4 separate regions of the Mus musculus genome follow, and regions 1, 2 and 4 are each linked to region 3. Evidence: chromatin contacts called from public Hi-C and promoter capture Hi-C data. All regions are on one chromosome and are shown on one strand. The core of a region is the stretch at or near the end of the contact, and the rest is flanking DNA. Distances in the headings are between cores, read along the strand shown.

Evidence for each region. Promoter capture Hi-C pulls out the DNA fragments that hold promoters and counts their contacts. A called contact is a pair of places that touch in the nucleus more often than the background predicts.
Region 1: a promoter capture Hi-C map of hippocampal neurons shows a contact between it and region 3, with 2.1 times the contacts expected there. The contact joins the enhancer-like site here to the promoter of Ssbp2 in region 3. A contact is called at or near these places in 9 of 39 promoter capture datasets (the 3T3-L1 cell line, 3T3-L1-derived adipocytes, the C10 cell line and 5 more) and 1 of 115 datasets of contacts at active chromatin or transcription factors (large pre-B cells).
Region 2: a promoter capture Hi-C map of the HPC-7 cell line shows a contact between it and region 3. The contact joins the enhancer-like site here to the promoter of Ssbp2 in region 3. A contact is called at or near these places in 7 of 39 promoter capture datasets (the 3T3-L1 cell line, the C10 cell line, the HPC-7 cell line and 3 more), 1 of 15 datasets of contacts at CTCF or cohesin (the NIH/3T3 cell line), 2 of 484 Hi-C or Micro-C datasets (the G1E-ER4 cell line and the HPC-7 cell line), 9 of 115 datasets of contacts at active chromatin or transcription factors (the 230-238 cell line, the HPC-7 cell line, VIP interneurons and 6 more) and 3 of 9 other capture datasets (adipose tissue, liver and pancreatic islet).
Region 4: a contact with region 3 is called in a Hi-C map of the N1E-115 cell line, with 6 times the contacts expected there. The contact joins the enhancer-like site here to the promoter of Ssbp2 in region 3. A contact is called at or near these places in 5 of 39 promoter capture datasets (the 3T3-L1 cell line, 3T3-L1-derived adipocytes, the C10 cell line and 1 more), 7 of 484 Hi-C or Micro-C datasets (the AML12 cell line, the C10 cell line, the N1E-115 cell line and 4 more), 1 of 115 datasets of contacts at active chromatin or transcription factors (the SCID.adh cell line) and 2 of 9 other capture datasets (adipose tissue and liver).

Annotation. Positions count from the first base shown.
Region 1 is chr13:91,273,249-91,276,479 of GRCm38.p6, forward strand. The region is part of intron 1 of Gm41014 (a long non-coding RNA gene); the gene reads right to left. Among named protein-coding and RNA genes, the nearest start is that of Gm41014, 3.1 kb to the right of the region's middle. Within about 2 kb of position 1,548, at least 27 of the 459 cell types and tissues checked have an H3K27ac peak or open chromatin away from gene starts, as enhancers often do. A contact at or near this core is called in hippocampal neurons, where this site is marked.
Region 2 is chr13:91,612,747-91,615,992 of GRCm38.p6, forward strand. The region is part of intron 4 of Ssbp2 (single-stranded DNA binding protein 2); the gene reads left to right. Among named protein-coding and RNA genes, the nearest start is that of Gm41016, 80 kb to the left of the region's middle. Within about 2 kb of position 1,620, at least 2 of the 459 cell types and tissues checked have an H3K27ac peak or open chromatin away from gene starts, as enhancers often do. A contact at or near this core is called in the HPC-7 cell line, where this site is marked.
Region 3 is chr13:91,459,352-91,462,427 of GRCm38.p6, forward strand. Ssbp2 (single-stranded DNA binding protein 2) reads left to right here and starts at 1,746. Exons shown (of 17, transcript NM_024272.4): 1 at 1,746-1,897. The coding sequence starts at 1,836.
Region 4 is chr13:91,304,138-91,307,631 of GRCm38.p6, forward strand. No RefSeq gene overlaps it. Among named protein-coding and RNA genes, the nearest start is that of Gm41014, 28 kb to the left of the region's middle. Within about 2 kb of position 2,079, at least 34 of the 459 cell types and tissues checked have an H3K27ac peak or open chromatin away from gene starts, as enhancers often do. A contact at or near this core is called in the N1E-115 cell line, where this site is marked.

The DNA.
Region 1 (3,231 bases), core at 298-2,797, 190 kb before region 3:
GAGGTATGAAAATGAATGAACCATGGGCATAACTGAATGCTATATAATTAATGCTATATAATTGAATTTCTATAAAAATCAAAAGCAAACCAAAACTAATTTGTGGTATTGGAATCAGGATTTGGGCTTCCTTGAGATATGAGGATGAGCCTGGACTAAAGAGAAACTTCTAGAATGCTAAATTACATCATTTCCTCTTTTTCCTCTCTCCCTCTCCCTCTCATGTACCTTACCCCTTGCTCGATCTTAAATTCATGGCCTGTCTCTTATACTTTAATGCCTGGCATTGGAAATCTAGCCAAGTACCTGGGTCCTCAGTAGAGGTCATGAACTTTGGAGAACTTACAACTGCCATTTTACTATACTAGAACAAAACAATCCCTATCTGAATTCTAAATATTTGTCCTTCTACCCACAGATAAATATAGTTCTCACCCCTCAACAAAGAAATTGCTCCTTGCAATAGATGGGAGACTGTTGCAGAAAACAACCACTGACCAAAAGGCTGAGAACAAGAGATTGTGTGGTGCCCAGCCCCAATGATATTGTCTTTTAAAAAAAATTATCTCTTAAGTTCTGATGTATAGACAAGCTAGCAGGTTACTACTGCTGAAGGGTATGCTTAGACTATAGACAGATCAAAACACATTGGTCCTACGTTTCTTTACAGGGAGAACCATCTGAACAAAAGAGCAGAGTACTAAAATTATCTGAGCAGTGAATGCTGCTCAAAGACAACCAGGTAGTTGTTGCAAGGGTAGGGTGACACCATTTTACTGACTTACTTGTTTTTATCAGTTTGCCTGTGTGTGTGTGTGTGTGTGTGTGTGTGTGTGTGTGTGTGTGTGTGTTAACCAGATAGTTTCGGGTGATTTACTACTGAGCTATATCTCCAGAAAAGATCATTCACTCTAGGGAAATTATATATATATATATATTACAATTTTTATAATTGTTTTTGTCTGTGATGTCCAGAACAGCCTGGAAGGAGCTGAGCACATCAAGAAGGGCTGAGCACAGTATCCAAGCACAGGATGCTGGCAGATGGCTGGAGAGAGGACTGAGGGATGCTGAAGAGTGGGAAGACTGTTTTGAAACTGCCACATGGCTTATGATGGGCGTCACTAGGAAGGAGGAAAACACTAAAAGAGCAAGAAAGGAGAAGTGACTCTACTGCTAGGATGGAATTTGCACTTCAGATACAAGCTGCTGCTCACTGACAGAGAAACTAGTCTACCAGATACCTGAATTGCAAGGAAAGTTGCCATTTCATAGATGGAAAACACAACAAGAAAACAGTAATATTTCAAAATGTCAAGTCACGCCAGCACCTCAGATGTGGGGTTCCTTTACTGCTGTTACTTTAAAAATAATTGTGTTTCATTAAAAACTGGAAACCTCCTCTCTGTCCCCACACCCCTCCTCTCAGGCCCTGGGATTTGCCAAAAGTCAACTACCGTAACAATGGTGAAAGGGGGTAAGGAGGCCCTCCTCTAGCCAGGGCCTCTTGCCAGGGACAGCAGTGCTCCTTCTCTGGCACTTCTTGTGCACAAAGGACTCTCCAGCTTTGAGTGGGAAGTCTGAGACAAGACAGAGCTGTGAACGCGCTCATGAGGGCTGTGCATTGCAAGCTCTGGCCGTTGTTTCCTTCTGTGTATGCTGTTTGTTTATTTATTTATTTCCTGACCAATGAAAACTCAGTGCACGACAAAGGGGTGTTCTTTCCTCCCACAAGTGTTGGACAAGCTAGCAAACGGCTACAGGAAGTCTTTTTCCGATAGTTTTCTCTTTGTGTGTTTTTAAATCTAGGAGTAATGAGTTTCCTTATGATGTTTCCAAACCTTCTTTGCTTTTTCCCTTCCTGGTCCCTGTCCTACTAATCCCCTCCTACCTACATGGCGTTCTGCCTTCTTCCAGTGCTTCTCAAGCCTTGGTGTGGGGACAGTTGTGGCTATATTAGAGTTCTTTGAGGTTAACTTAGAACTACAGACTTCCCAATCACACCTTAGACTGTGGAGTTTGGCCTTAGAATCTGCATCTTTAGCCAGGTACACCTTTACTCTCAGAACTCAGAAGGCAGAGGCAGGTGGATCTCTATGGGTTTTGGTTAGCCTGGCCTACATAGTGAGTTCCAGTGAGATCTCTCTATTGAACACTGCCCTTCCCCCTACCAGAAAAAGAATCTACATTTTAAACTTCTAACTGGTTATTTCTCACATTCAACATAAATAGACCTTTTTATAAACTTAGAAGGTGACCTCATTCAAACATAAAGACTTAGAAGTATGTGAATCTTAGAGTGAGTGTGGCAGTAGTCACCTGTGGTCCCAGCTATTCCAGATGCTAAAGGAGACAATCATTTGAGCTCAGAAGTTCGTAGTCAGCCTAGGTGGCACAGTGAGAATTTGTCTCTAAACAAAACACAAAACCAAAACGAATCAAACTAAAATATAGAGGTGTATATGTTCTACAGCATTTACTATAAAATAAAATAGACATTGTTAGCATTCTGTCTAAGCTCTGCCCCACAGTTGCCTGGCAACAGCCAGGTATGCCTGACTTACTATAAAAGGGGCTGCTTGCCTGCTCTTCATTCTCTTGCTTTCTCTTAATCTTGCTTTCCCTCCTCCCCTCTCTCCCCATTCCCTTCCCCCTCTCTCTCCACGTGCTCATAGATAGCCTCTACTCTCTTTCTCTCTCTTCTACTATCATCTTACCTTCCTGCCCCAGGCCCTAAATAAACTCTATGTTATACCATCATGTGGCTGGTTCCTTACTGGGAAGGAATGCCTCAGCATGGGCCTGCTGAGACACCCCTTTCCCGAATACCTGACTACACCTTCATAGAACATATCCCCCCTCTCTTTATCTTTTTATAAATACATCAGACATCACACCAATTCATTGATGACTTGTTTTAGAATATAACAAAAATGTGAACACAAAGCTCTAAGGGTAGACAGAGAAATGGAGTTATAGCTTAATGCCAGGGATAGAGACAGAAAGGGCCACTCATTCCCTGTAAATTCAGTAATTGGGAGGTTAATAGAGAAGGACTGTCATGAGTTTGAGGCTAGCCTGGGATACTAAGTAAAACTCTGTCTCAATAAATCATAAATAAACGTTAGTGCTTGTCTTAGTCAGGGTTTCTATTCCTGCACAAACATCATGACCAAGAAGCAAGTTGGGGAGGAAAGGGTTTATTAGCCTTACACTTCCATACTGCTATTC
Region 2 (3,246 bases), core at 370-2,869, 150 kb after region 3:
AAAGCCAGGCAGTGTGAGAAGACTTTGGCCAGGTCCGGCACCTTACAACAGTATGTTCAAGAAAATGCTGGTTGGTCACAAAGAGCTAGAGAATGTTCTCACAGCATACTACTAGTCTCTTAGAACACTTTTAGGCCTTCATTCTTTATATTTAACTAGCATTTACAGGGTCGACTGTGTGACTGCTCTCCTGAAACTTACTTCCCATCAAAAAGCATACAATTAACCAGTTCTGCATTACATTTAAGAACATTCAGAAATATTTCCTATTTCCAAAGATAAAATATCACATTTTAGTTTATGGAACTGTTGTTAACTTTTTAATGCTATGTTTCATGCTAATGGTTGATTTTGAAGTGAACATTGCAGTTATTTTGTGGTACGTAGAGTCTATAATGGAGATGGGGGGGGGGCTTTGTTCTATAAGCAAACAAATTTTATTTGAGCAAAAATAAGTTGGTAATTAGAGAAAATAACCTCAGTGGAGAACTGTTATTAGCAGGCTCACTGGAAGTTTCTCTCACCATCTGCACTGTAGTCCTAGCCAGATGCGTGCTGTAAAGTTCAATGGGTCTTGATAGGCATTGCCTTGATTTCAGTGGCTATATGATGCTAAGAATTCTTGACAAATAAGAAAAATTAATTTTTAACAAAATTTATCTAAGTTAATGTTTTATTTAAATTAGTATAAATGTTTTCTTTTCTCCATATAATACAAAATCAGTTGTTGAGAGCAGTCTTAAGATTGAAGCCTAGCTTGCCTGTAAGCTGTATAGAAAAACAAATCAAACCTTATTCCATTTCCCCTTTGAATACAAATTAAATACACACGATTCAGTAGTTTAAATGTAGTTTGTTAGGAGGGGTTTTATGTAATTTTATATATAAAAAAGAAATCATTAAAGAATGAGATTTGAAACAGAATGTATAAGGCATGTTCTGGCTGCAAATTGTGAAATTTAACATGTGTCAATGAAATATATAAATAATAATTATATAGTCCTAAATAAAAGTAATCATGCATTTAAATTATACCCATATACATAGGCATGTGTGTGTGTGTGTGTGTGTGTGTGTGTAAGAGGGAGGGAGAGAAGGAAATTTTATCTTTTTCTACTGATTATAGATAATGAAGTAATTTGAATTTACTAAAACCTCAAGAAAATATTTTTGCAAGAAGTGTCATGTGTTAGTGAAGTGTGTTGTCTGTAGTGTCATGAAATAGTTTTGAAGGAGATGGTAGAAGTCACTTTGCCATAGTGGAATCGCTCCATGAGCATCATTCTGTCAAGTACTCCCCTTGTTGTCCCCAGGTGTGCAGGGTGTCATATCCAGATGGCGTCTCACTGTTCACTTGGCTGTGATCAGAATAAATGTGAGTTCACATGTCTGTGGTGATCATAATGAGTGTGAGTTCACGTGTCTGTGGTGATTATATTGAGTGGGAGTTCACACTGGCTGTGATCAGAATGAAAGTGAGTTCACATGACTGTGCTCATAAATGTGAGTTCACACTGGCTGTGATCATAGTGAACGTGAGTTCACATGGCTGAGATCAAAATGAATGTGAAGCGGGTTTTTGTTGACTATACTACCCCTCCTTTAACGTCTTTAATTAATCTGTTTCTTGTGTACTCAGGAAGTCACTAATGACATTTGAGGAGAGGAAGCTTCTTAGCTTCCCGCCTGACTGTGCAGCTTTTATTTTTTATTGAAATTGTGATCTCAGCCAAAAACCAGTTGGTGGAAGGAAGGAGTCATGAATGAAAAGCAGGGAGAAAAGGCAGGGAGAGGTTGTACAGAGGAACAAAGGAGAAAATCATAAAGCTAGTTATGCAGATACTAATTCATTGTAAAAGGTGTGGCTAGGACACAAACACTGTCATCTCATCCCTGCTACTATGCAGGACCATGAGGAACACACATGATTGTGCTTCTGTCATGGAAGTTTACATGATGATTTTGTTATGGTTTGATTTTTCATTTAACAACTAGAAAGCACCCATTTCTTTAATGTTCTTGATAATTGTCTCTCTTCAGTCCCTGCTTTGCGAGCCTGAAGTTCTAGATCATAGTCCGCCCACCCCACTTTCCACAGATCCACCCCTTCCCTAGCCATCCGATTCTGCCCTTTGGAGAAAGAATGTACAAGGCCAATTTGCACTGGTCAGAATATTCCCTAGTATATAGTCTTCTGCTTGAGCAGGTCCCCTTCCTAGGGCTGTACCTACAGAGAACGACGATGTGTTGCTGCCAACACTGTGAGTTAGCATGCGCCGCTGCCCTGAAGGTGTCACTTGGAGTCATCCTCTGCTCCAGCTCTTACTCCTCCCACCCTCTCTCCTCTAATGACCTCATGTGCCATGTGTGTTCTCACGTGCAATTTTCCGAGTTAATCACCGTCTACTACAAATAGAAGCTTTTCTGATGAAGCTTGTGAGATGTATAGATGTATATGGGGTTCTGAGTGAGACACATATCTGATGCAAAGGTAATATTCACAGATGAGAGAAACTATGTGATATTTGACTTTCTGAGACTGTGTCACCTCACTCAGGATTGTTTCCAGCTCTCAGTTTACTCACAAATCCATTTACCTACAAATTTTATAAATTTATTTTTATTAATAATCTGAATATTATTCCTTTCTATAAACATACCACATTTTTATTATTCACTTATTTCTGTAACTTTTGTAGTGTATTCCAGTGGTCATATATGTTGATAATATATTTGGGAAATGGGCCCAGGTTCTTGGCACATGGTCTAGGCTGAACTTGAACTTGTGGTTTTCTTGCTTCAGCTTCCCAATGCTGTGGTTATGGGTCTTGAAGTGTAGCTCTGTGTGTTGATATTCTGACCAGAGACAGTGTTCTACTGAACCAGCAGTTTGAATGAGGATTGGTAGGGAAGTTATCAAGTCTTGCGTAGGTGATTGAAAATCAGGCTAAAAGAAGTGTTTGTATATTAAAAATAAGAAAAGTAAAAGTCTGATGCTGAGCAGAAGCTCTGCAGAGATGGTGCAGAGTGCTCCCATGGAATGAGCCATTCTTAAGGTTGAAAGACAAACGTGTTACAGCCTTCTGCAGGCCTGAGTACTGCGCATGTTAGCCTGCACTCTCTGTTCACCACGAGCCGACACTTGGCTCATCCTCAGCTCTGCTTTAAATCCTGTTCCATATGAAGTAAGCAAGGTGTTACCAGTATTTCAGAAAGTTCTTTCCTTCTCTCCCTTCCTTTGAAAAT
Region 3 (3,076 bases), core at 496-2,995:
TATAGAAATGTATATTTTTAAAAGCCATGCCTGCCCTCCATTATTTTTGTCATGCTCATGCCTCCTCCATTGGACTGTTTCTTCTATTCTTTTTCCCTCTTTTTATAGTTTACTTTCCACCTTCATTTCCCTCAAAAACAGTGGAAGTCCGTCCTCTTTATTTCCCCCAGTCTTTGATTGATGCTCAGTTGCCAGCCCGTTTTGATTCTCTCCCTCTGTCTCACTCACTGCCCTTCTTTAACCTTCTGCTGTTTTATTTCTGTCACTTGCTATCAGAACCCACAAACTCCATTTCTTTCCTTTCCATCTATCTCTGCATCTCCATATGCATTTTTATGATCCTACTGCTAAATGCTTAAAGCTGTGTGCAATAGAAAGGTATGCTTCCTCATTTGAATGTTATTTCCTTTCCTTAGCATAACCGTTACTCCTCTATTCATGCTTTTCTGAGGTCTCCATGTCCTACCCCAATGGCACCTCTCTTCCCCTGTCACCTCCCATTTGAAGCTCATCTCTTCTCTCAACCGGATTTCTACTCTGTCTGATTTTACAGCCAAGGATCTTTAACAAAATAAAGGATGGAGTCTATCAGAAACCAGGTTGCGTGTGTCTTGAGAAACTTTTGCGCATTCACTGAAATGAGATTAGGGACTTGGATCCAAAAATATTCTCCGGGAGTTTTCAGCTTGGGCACAGCTTTGCACATCTTGGGCTCTGCGGCCTATTCTGCTGGGCAAATACAGGGATGTCTTTCAGGGCCTTCTCTGAATCTTTCCAGTCCAAGGGTCAAATTGAAATGACATTGCCCATCCAAACTATAAAAGCAGGCCGAGTAGAGAATGCCTGGGCCCCTGGTCTGCTGCAGGTCTGTGCAGAGTACTGGGGAGGTAGGGACCCAGGCCTTGGGCCACTGCGGTCCCACGAGTCGGTCTCTTGACCTCTTTGGGAAGGGGAGGGGGTGTAGTCCCCTCTTAGACAGGAGGCAGACGCCAGGGAGGGTGGTCCTTTGGGATTCAGGGCTTGACTTCAGAGCCGGCGACAGCACCTCAGCGGGCGCCCCAATGGGAGGCACGGTGCCTCCCAGGGAGAGACAGAGGTTCGCTCAGTCCTTGAGCCAGAAGGTCGAGGGTTCAGAGCGGGCGTCCCCGGCCTGCTGGCCCTCCGGGAACGGGATTGGGGCGACACCCCAGACAGGAGGGATGAGATCAACCGCGGGTACGGACCCGGGGTGCCTGGCCGGAGAGGAGCGGGAGAGGAGGTTGGCGGGACCCCGGCGCCGGGTCCGCGGGTCCGCCTGTGGACTCGCCGGGCGCCCCGAAGTCTGGGGCCGCCGCGACTCCCGTTCCGCAGTCGCTGCCAGGCACTCCAGGCCGCACTTTCCCCTCCTCCCCGCGCCTTCTCTCCAGTGAGGAGCCGGGCGCGGGCGGCGCGGGGGGCGGGGCGGCGGCGGAGGGAACAGCCAGTTGTTTAAAATCCTTCTAGAGCAGTTTCTAATTCCCCCCTAGCGCCCGGGTTCGGAGGGGGAGGGGGGAAGGAGAGCGGGAGGGGGAGCGCGGCGGAGAGGGAAGGAGGGAGGGAGGGAGGGAGCGGGAGAGGGAGGGAGGGAGGGAGGAGACTGCCGCTTAGGCCGAGCCGCCGCCGCGCGCTCCGGCAGGCCGGAGGGAGGGGAGGCCTGTCAGTCTCGCGCGTTGCCAGGGCGAGGAGGGCGGAGCTCTGGCGTGGGGCGGCCAATGGTGGGGGTGGCTGCGTGGGTCGCCATGGGGACGGGGCTGTTCCCGGGGAGGCTGTGATGGGTTGACAGGTGCGTGACAGTGGGAGCTGCTCTCGGCACAAGCATGTACGGCAAAGGCAAGAGTAACAGCAGCGCCGTCCCGTCCGACAGCCAGGCCCGGGAGAAGTGAGTGTCTCCGCGCCGCAGCCACCTCCGCCTTCGCACGCGCGCACACTCGCGCACGCACTCGCACTCTCCGGGAACCGCAGCCACACGGCCGCCCCGCCGCGGGGGAGCCGGGGGTGGGCTGCAGGGGGAGGCGCGGGGCGGGGGCGCGCGGCTCCGGGGAGCGGCCGCCTGCCTCCACGGGGGAGCCCCCCGGGTGGGTGGCCGCGGGCAGCGGGCGGCGGGAGGGACGCGCGTGGCGGGGGGACGGCGGCGGCGGGGATGGAAACTTGTTTGGGTGGTTGAGGGGAACCACCCGCGGCTTCACCTCCTCGCAAAGTAACTTTGGAGCTGTGGTCCAGGACGGCCGGGCCGCGGCGCGCGGCGGGCCTGGGGGGCGCGGGCTGCGGGGCGGCCGGGGTCCGGCGGGGCCGCGGCGGGGGCCCGCGAGCGTGGAGAGGGGAGAGGACGGCGGGCCGGGCGGGCGGAAGCGGGGCCCCGCGGGGCGCGGAGGGCAAGTGCGGGCGTGGGCCGGGCGGGCGGGCGGGCGCAGAGACGCGGGTCCGCGGGTTCTCCCGGCGCAGGCCGAGCTGGCTGGCGGGCGGGTCCGGGGCGGCGGGGGAAGTTTGGGAGTGGGAGCGCCGAGTTCCCGGAGGGAGAGTGTGTGCTGGCCCGCGCGGGGTCGGTCGCGAGAGCTTGGCGCTCCTGCCTCCCGCCGCACACCGGCTCGGCGGCGGCCCCAGAACTTTTTGAGACTTGCGGTGTCCCCGGGGGTTGGTGGCCGCGGGCGCGGAGGGCAGGTCCCGTGGGCCGTGGCGGCGCCGCGAGGAGGGCTGCCCGCGGTGTGGACCCGACGCGGGTCGGCGTGGGGGCTGCGGCAGAGATGCTGGGCACAAGCCGCTCCGCTGGGTCGTGGGGGATACAGGTGGTAACTTCGGTGGGAACCCGGAGGACGTTGGGGAGCCGAGGTGCCACGGTCGCGGCACGCTGCGGAGCAGGCTAGTTGGCTGCTATTCTTGTGTACTTGTAACGGCGATTTGGTTGTTACTAAAATGAGAGCGAATAGTGACTCTGACACCGAGGAAGAACCCTCCCCCCCCCCCTTTTTCCTATGTGCAGATGTTCAGACTGATTCCCTGTACTGGGTCTGCTGGGGGCGGGGGGGGGGCGTCAAGCTTATCCTTGTCATTGAACATACTG
Region 4 (3,494 bases), core at 829-3,328, 150 kb before region 3:
TGGCCACTCCACCCTCGATCTCATATGGCTATTTCTCCCTCTGAAACATGGTGAATCTTTCTCTATTCCCTTGAGTCTGCTAGCTTGCCTAGGGGAAAACTGGGAATCCCACCTATTCTGCCAAGCTCATTGGCCACTAGCATCTTTATTGATTGAATGAGAACCAATTGGGGTACAGGACCTTAACGGTTCATGGACAGATTCCTGCTAGAGCATCAGAACCACTCGCTACAGATGTCGACTATAGATAACTTTCCCAGTGAGCTTTTTCTTGAGCAGAAGGACAGCAACTCCCATCTATTTCTTCCTTCCTTCCTTCCTTCCTTCCTTCCTTCCTTCCTTCCTTTCTTTCTTTCTTTCTTTCTTTCTTTCTTTCTTTCTTATCAAGGCTTGCTGTAGTTGGGAATAATCATGGGTATCTTTCAACATGCTTCCCTATGAGAACAGGACCAAGGATGGGGGGTGAGAGGCAACAGAGTCATGAATCCAGGGAAATCTGACTCCAGACACCAGCATCAGAGTGAAGATCTGAGTTGATTGCCTAGCCCATAAGTTTATTTGTGGTATTTGAGCCAATTTCAACCCCCTAACTCCTTAGTCAATCATATCTCACCACACCGCCACCATGCTCCAATGAAAGTCCTGCCTAATGAAGTATCTCAGAAGGGGGTGATGTGCAAGAGAATCATGCCTTGTGAGACTTTCTTGGAGATAGGGAAGCAGCCTCCACCCACCCTGGCCTCCGTTCCTTACTGCTGTCTCACTGGCATGCTAGGAGCCATCTTAGATCTAATGCCATGTACAGTAGATCAGGAGACTGTAGTGCCTCACTCTCCCTCCCACTCTTCCCTTCACAAGGTTGACTTTCACATCCCCCACAATCCCCTTCACTGGAAGTATATAATCTTGATGATAAGTACTCTTACTTTGCTCACAATAAAGTATAAAACATAGTAGGTTCTAACTGTAGTAGAACCCAATTAATTCTACTCAAATCGACCCCGGCTTCTTACTTGAACCTCACAAATAGCACTGAGGTAAACATGAGGATGTAGATATGTCTTTGATAAACTAATTTCAACTCTTTTGGTCAAATACTCACTAATAGTAGCATATTTTCAGGTTTTTTTGGTGCTTCCCTACAGTTTTTTAAAACAATGTCTGTATTAATTTATCCCATTAAGAAAGGAATATTTGGGCTGGTGAGATGGCTCAGTAGGTAAGAACACCCGGCTGCTCTTCCGAAGTTCCTGAGTTCAAATCCCAGCAACCACATGGCAGCTCACAACCATCCGTAACGAGATCTGACTCCCTTTTCTGGAGTGTCTGAAGACAGCTACAGTGTACTTACATATAATAAATAAAGAAATCTTAAAAAAAAAAAAAGAAAAAGAAAGGGATATTTATGAATACCTCATATGACATGAGCTGAAAATATGATGATCTTCATGGTGTTGTCAGCTATGCATTGACCTACTTTTATATAAAGGGAAACTAAGACTAACATATGTTGAATAATTTGTCCAATGTCTCCCACCTGGTTGCTTCCTGTATGTTACACTAAGTCATTATCTGAAGAGGAACCAGTCCCATTGAAAGTTTGTATTTGTAACATCACCAAACCTTAACAACTTCCCAACTCCTTTCTAGTAACAACTGCTTTCTTTTAGCTTACAGTTTTCTCTTTCTTGTTAATCCAAAAATACATTGACATTCCTTTTATCAGGTACTTGACTGTTCAAAATAAGTGGGGTTTTCCCCTCCCAGATAGCTAAAGCTTACCAGTTAAATGTCAGTTTTTCATTTGTTTATGCCATGTTTGATAAGCTATTTCTAAAATGTATTCAAATTTCTCAGTCTGCGCCAATGGAGACTACTTAGTATAATTTAATGTTTTTTGAATAACATGCTAAGTTTTTAGGAACATCAGTTATTATTCTCAACTAAAAGAATTGTCTGTCTTTCATAACAGGATGTGTTTTGCCTGTGCAGAATGAAAATGTCGAGCCTCCACTGAGTCACAGGATGGTGACGGCAGAACATGGTACTAGCCAGAATTCCGTGTGAGCAGTGGGCAGCATGCCAGGCAGCTGAGCCACATGGTGTCTTACATATTGTCTCATAGATAACAGGCGTCAACATATATTTGCTGAATAATACTTAAAGGCCGACTGAGTGGTATAGAGTTCATTTCTTTAAATTAATTCAAATTTCAACAACAGTGGCATTAATTGAGCATCTTAACTGATCCTCTGAAAGCCCTGTGAGTTTCATTTTACAGCTACGTGTAACAAATGCAACTGGAGTGGCTTAACCAAGCATGGATTTTATTTTCATGTAATTGATTAAAGCCTACTACTCAGAATATAAACACACAAAGAATGTTCAGATCTTGCAAGAGCCATGTTTCTCCAGATATTGTAAAGCTGCTTCCTCTCAATTGGAAATTTTCCCTTGTATCTCACGAGACTCAGGCCACTCATAGCACCCATACAGCCCCTCCTGAGACTACATATGTAATAAACAATTCTGGGAGAGGAGGAGGTGTGCCAGTGGCATTGTTGCCTGCAAGCTGCACAGAGGACTCGGTGATGCACATCTCCTGGATTGTCTTTCATACTATGACAGGCAACGGTTTGGTGAGTCAGCTGCTTGAGTCACCTGTACTGCGAATAACCTCATGAAACTCACTGGGTGGAATCATTTCTTCATTCTGGACTGAATAGAAATAGATTCACCAGGAAAAGAGTTGAGATGGTAAAGAGCAACAACAGAACTCACACAGGGCAGAAACCCTGGCTGGATATCTATGTCAGAGCCTCAGGACGGGCCCCTTTTTCTTCCAGGCATTTTCTCTTTTGTCCATCAGCTGATGAAATGATCCACATTGCCACACACAATCTCCTTAACTTAAAGTAAATGCTAAAGACATTTACAAAACACAGTGACAACAACATAGAGTTGACCAAAGAGGTGGGCCTCACCACCTAGCCAAGCTGACACACAGAGTTCACCACATATAATTCAGTAATGAAAGATAAACAGACCTGGAGATAGTGACACACTTTCTTTAAAAACTTTTTATTAATTTTTTTGAATTTCACATCATGCACCCCAATCCCACTCATTTTCTGGTCCCTTTGTATCCATCCTCCCCTTTCAGCCTTTGCAACTGCAGACAAGTGTGGACAACTGCAGCCAGAGCGCATGCCCTTGGGCTCGATTTACAACAGGCCGGATCCTGTACCTGGAGGCAGAGTCAGGCAGATTTCTGTAAGTTCAAGGCCAGCCTGGTCTACAGATGGAGTTCCAGGACAGCTAAGGTTACACAGAGAAACATTGTCTCAAAAACAAAAAAAAACAAATAAATAAAAAGATAAACAAAACAATTTAAAACAGGCAAAGAATGCAAACATGTTTTTCTCCAATGAAGATATACAAATAGCCAAGGAACACACTAATAACGCTCCACATTGTAATTCATCTGTGAATTA